2 separate regions of the Bombyx mori genome follow, and region 1 is linked to region 2. Evidence: chromatin contacts called from public Hi-C data. All regions are on one chromosome and are shown on one strand. Each heading gives the region's core, a stretch centred on a gene start, on an enhancer-like site or on the middle of the called end of the contact. The rest is flanking DNA. Distances are from core to core; before and after follow the strand shown. Region 1 overlaps LOC101743642. Region 2 holds the start of LOC101743642.

The links. Hi-C and Micro-C count contacts between places; a contact is called where the count stands out from the background.
Region 1: a contact with region 2 is called in a Hi-C map of middle silk gland, with 3 times the contacts expected there. The contact joins the enhancer-like site here to the promoter of LOC101743642 in region 2. A contact is called at or near these places in 7 of 7 Hi-C or Micro-C datasets (middle silk gland, midgut, posterior silk gland and 2 more).

The regions. Positions count from the first base shown.
Region 1 is chr12:650,369-653,290 of ASM3026992v2, forward strand. All of the region lies in intron 2 of LOC101743642, which reads left to right. Among protein-coding and RNA genes, the nearest start is that of LOC101745085, 26 kb to the right of the region's middle. Within about 2 kb of position 1,648, at least 4 of the 8 cell types and tissues checked have open chromatin away from gene starts, as enhancers often do.
Region 2 is chr12:602,843-605,542 of ASM3026992v2, forward strand. It overlaps LOC101743642, which reads left to right and starts at 1,308. Exons shown (of 7, transcript XM_021348484.3): 1 at 1,308-2,700. It overlaps LOC101744940, which reads left to right. Exons shown (of 7, transcript XM_038014441.2): 7 at 1-640.

The DNA of each region.
Region 1 (2,922 bases), core at 398-2,897, 48 kb after region 2:
TCCAGAACGATGTTTCCGTTACGCCACAAGAATTAACTTTACCGAATAAAAGATATGATCTGTTACACATAATATTACTATTATCAAAGATACTGGTAACACGAGCACGTCATTCTCGTTTGTATGTGCGGCGAGTACTCTCAAACCAGTTTAGAATCTTGTCGAGATCATTACCATATCCATAGAACGGATTCAAGAATAACAAACAACGAATTACGAATATCAGCAGACGTTATAGTTCGGATCAGCCGAAGCTCAAATTGGATATTCTTTTCAGATGTCATGAGTTATACAAAATGTTCACGGTGACTCACGGTAACATCGTATCGATAGCTCCTTTTGCATTCTTTGTAAAAGAATTTATATTTGTTTGTTAAAAAAATATAATCAAAACCGTCCATTTGTCCGTGCCTTTACACTAAGCGCATATATCTTGTACTAGACTAGTACTTCCAGTGGGAGCGTTACAAAGAAAATAATTAACTTTTCGGACAGATCTTACAATTTGCACCTCAGTTTTGAGCCTCAAACCGTACTGTTTTTCTATTATGCATAGAAATAGATAGTAATTCAAATAATACATTATAGAGCAAGGCAGGTCATTGAATAATTCAATCGAAGATTTGTTCCAGTCCAACACATATCAACAGAGAAATAATAATAATATACCCTAATGAGAGTTATATTTAACATAAAGAACCCCTACAGAGACGGTCGTTTGCGTTCATACCAGGATAGCGGTTAAGGCCACGTCCGACGCTTCGAACGAATGTATTGAAATTATTTGGTTCACGGACCTCGATGACCTTTTGGCTTCAGTCGTTTACCGCAAATGCCACCTGCCCGACCATAAAATAATACTCAACTTCTATTATTATATTGTAAATCACGCCGACCTCATGCTTCCAGCTTATTAGCCGTACATTGTTTAAGAAGACGCGTGATGTATGTATGTGGAAACAACTTAGAATATGTAGAGACGGTACCTACGTCTCTACTCATTGCTATACCATAGAACAACACTGATACCCACGGTACCCGGCCATACTGGTATAGGGCGACGTGAAGTTATTTAATTTGGCATGTCCATTGGTTATATAAATAGATGGGTGGACGAGCTCACAGCCCACCTGGTGTTAAGTAGTTACTGGAACCCATAGACATCTACAGCGTAAATGCGCCACCCACCTTGAGATATAAGTTCTAAGGTCTCAGTTACAACGGCTGCCCCCCCCTTCAAACCAAAACGACAACGGCTGCCCCCCCCTTCAAACCAAAACGCATTACTGCTTCACGGCAGAAATAGGCAGGGTGGTGGTACCTATCCGTGCGGACTCACAAGAGGTCCTACAACCAGTAACTATATAGTTAAATTTAACAAAAAAATTACATTTCATTGGAATAACGTCTACCCTAAGCTTCAAAGTGGAACGCGCGGTATATAAATAGCCAAAATAAGTAATCGTACGAGCTCACAGCATGTCATGTCACTCACACATGTAAAACTAGTTAAATTGATATTATCACAGACTGCCAAATGTACTGTATTTGCTTATCGACGATAAAAATCAATGTGTTCGAGTTATACAACAGTTGTACTTAATATACATGCTCCACACTATTCCGCTTGTGAATAATTGAAAGACACCGACGAGTTGTTCTGCTCCGATGTTATCTCCAACTTCAAATGTCATTTACATCCGTCAATCTTACTGAAGCGTTACCGGCTAAGATATAAGAACTAAATTCGTAAAGCACTACAGTCGAAATAGTGGTAAAGTTATCGTGGGAAAACGAAGATCAAGATTCAATGCGCCGTTGACGCGAGCGAGTCACGAAACGTCAAAATGTCCTGCTGTAACCACGAGTTTCGTGTTTATGTGTGTAATATTAGGTAGTATTTTGAATAGGTATCGTTATGGTTTATCTAATTAGCAAATGCTGCATCATTATTTATTATCTGCGCCAACCGGTCTCAAAAAGACAGATTGCTTTTGAAACTTCAAAGACAAACTCTAAACCCGGATCCTTGAAAGGTTTTATTTATCTATAAATAGCAGTCTGAAGTAAAACTGATAAGTTCATATTATGATAATCGCCTGATACTCATACTCGTATCTCTTCAAAAATAACAATGATGAAACGTGTGTACAATATGTACATATATTATGAAAGATCACGATAAGCTTAATATTTATCGAATGAATTGCATATTATAGTAAGAAAACATTATATACTTCATTATTTCTTAATGTAAATCATCAAAAATTAAAATCATTATGGTTATAAAATGTGTAAATAGATAATTAATAGTTATTATTTAAATTCGCAGCTTTAAATGGGATTTTTATTTTCAGTAAATAAATATATAAACTATAGTTTTTTAAATAATAAAAAATAAAAAAACTATGGTAACGACATGAGACACGATATGCAAATGGAAAATGATGAATGGTACGTGGCATCAGTTGCGTCGATATCCTAACATCACACAATGGGTCCTGCAGGATAAAGTTTGTAAATCAGTATCGCTATTGAGTGACAGACGGACAACGCACAAAAAACATTGAAACGTATGGCAGCGTATCTAAATGCCGCAATCTAAAGTTTTTCACGTTCGTCTGTCCGTGTATTTTTACTCGCTACTAAAGTATACAATAAAATTCCAGTGGACATTAGGCATTAAGCGCAAGCGACGCTTTTAGATCGTTTTTTTTTTTTATATAGAGGTCGCCAAACGGATTTTTTATTTCATTATCCGGCCGCTGGAAGAAGGTCTTTCTAGCGGATGGCGATCGCACGATGTAGTTTTGAGGAGAGGTTTTATTGCTTTTATCATTGGGTTGAGGAGGGCGACAAAAAATATGTGTGATTAAGAAATAAATCGTTGTGTCAACTTGGAGTGAATTTTTGTCATTTAGT
Region 2 (2,700 bases), core at 58-2,557:
GGCACTGGTGTTGCCAACAACATCCCACCTACATTGTACCTAACATCAATTATTTTTCTATTTGTTTTTTGTATTTATATAGTTAGTTAAAAGAATAATAAATATAATTGTGTTTTATTATAATCACAACGTGGTTATTGATCACAAGTAATCATTGCATTCGATTTTACTTATCAGCTTTCGATTTTTAGAGTAACATCCCTAGTGTTTAAAAAGAAAAAGTGTTAACTGACGAAACATTGTAACAACGTTCAGTTCTTTAGATCAGAAATTGTTTATTATTGTTAGAATGGTTTATTAGTGAAAGCAAATCGTAAAATTACTCGTATCGATCATTATTACAATAAATATGTAATCATAATTGAAAAAAGTGTGCAGTTGTAACAAAACGAAAAAATATATTATTTTGCCCGCCGTTACAAGGCTACGTTGTTGAATTTTGATGAATTGTCAAATGTTACCTATTAAAATGACCTATGTGTAGAGATTGTAATTTTTACATATTTTTAGGTATAATTGTATATTTATAGGTATAATTGTATTTTTATAAATAAATATTGTTGTATAGTTATAAGGTGCATTTTTGTAACGACCTAAGAATGTAAAAAAAAATTAAAGATATGTAAAGTCAAGTTATTAAGTCGTGGATTGTATTTACTGTAGTAAATTAATATAAAGCTTTTAAAACAAGTCCACACACAAAGCTGGTAAGTTTCGTCCGGGCGCCCGCAACGACACTCGCCGATATAAGTTCGAATAAAAGCAGTTGAAGTCGTCGCAGGCTGTGGGGCGAAGCGCCCGACGCGCTCGGACCGGACGCGGCGCCCGGGGCTCGAATCCCGCCGGTGGGGACCGATTTTACTGATGAATATCCATACTTGATACTAACGATTGACTCCCACGGTGAAGGAATAACATTGTGTAGTAAAAATCAAACCCGCAAAATTATAGTTTTCGTAATTACTGGTGGTAGGACGTGTTGTGAGTCCGCGCGGGTAGGTACCACCGTTCTGTCTATTTTTGCCGTGAAGCAATAATAATACGTTTCGGTTTGAAGGGTGGGGCAGCCGTTGTAACTATACTGAAACCTTAGAACTTATATCTTGGGTGGCGCAATTACGTTGTAGATGTCTATGAGCTCCGGTGACCACTAAATCCCAGGTGGGCCATGAGCCCGTCCACACATCTAAATAATAAAAATAAAAAACAAATCTGAGGTACACATGTTTGTCTAAGTGTACACGCCTGTGCTTCCGAGTGAGCTCTCTGTTCGATGTTGTCCAATAAAATTAAACAATCAAATATGACTTTTATTTATTAATTATTAAGAGAATACAAATGATTTGTAAAACACTTCATTTATTTGGAATAATAAACTCGCGCTCTAAGCAACGCATTATAAATTACAAAAATAGTGCAGTGAACATTAATGTTATGTTACCAGACTACCTTATTTGTATCTTCGAAAATAAACTAAACGTCCATGTAAAATGTAACAGCATGTGAAAAGTGATACAATATAACTGTTATACTATCTGCGTGATGCGATGGTCAGAAGTGTTTACGGCGCTCCTCATGTTATCCGGCTACCGAACCATAAATACGCAATATAAATCATATAGTGTAGAGACACCTCGGAACCTTGCTCTCGCGAGGATGGTAACCGTCCAGGCTGTTCACACACACTCGAGTACTAGGTGGCGACGGTCACGTCCCGGTATATATCGGAGTGTCTAGTATATCAGAGAAAGTGTGAAAGTAGCCCCGGTAATTAACAAATTAAAAAGCGGACGGTTAGCGTGGTATGGATATGTGATGCGTAGAAAGAAGATGCGTGTGACTAGGTGTGTGGAAATGGTAGTGTAAGGTAAAGGGAGAAGAGGTCGTCCGAAGATGACATGGATGGAGTGTGTGAATGACGATATGAGAGAAAGAGGAGTGAGCGTTGAGATGCCGGCTGATAGAATATAATGAAATAGAAAAATTCGCTATGCTGACCTAGTGGGATAAGGTGGAGAAAAAGAAGAAGAAGAGATGTCCTGATGTAGTGTACTATCTATTGATGATCCATTAGGTGATAACGAATACGGACTGACGACAGTACGTACTATCCGGAGCTCGAAGGAGCCAAACTTGTTTACACGTAAGCTCGGGCGTTTTCTTAGTAAAATCCTCATTCAATTCGTTGAATACAATTTTTACTTTTATTTGTTCAGTTACTTTAGAAGTCGATCATGGTTTATTCAAAAATACAGATTCCTGTTAGAAACCTTGAAACTGTAAAAACCAAAAAAATCTTGCAAGAATATACATAGATTTAGACAGACAAAAACCCTTTTTTTGAAATGCGCGCCTTTTATTAATGTCAGACATCATGAGATAGCTGTAGTTTGCACTCTTCGCACGTGGAAGGTAATAACAGACATGGCGTCGCGCGTTTCATTATGGCAACCAGTGTAAGACTTGGTTAGTACTATTATAGATTATTTATTTACTTTTTGTAAATATTATTAAGCGTGTTTTAAATTATCAAAATATATTTACGATGTATGATGCATGATCGTGTAAATTAAGAGAAAATCTAGAAGCAAGTAAATCATCTTTAATAAACTGTCAGTTTTTTTTCTCTCGACCTAATCGTTGGTAGCCTAAGGGACTGTTGTAGCTACGCCCGGACGGGTAGGCAAGCTCACGGGCTCA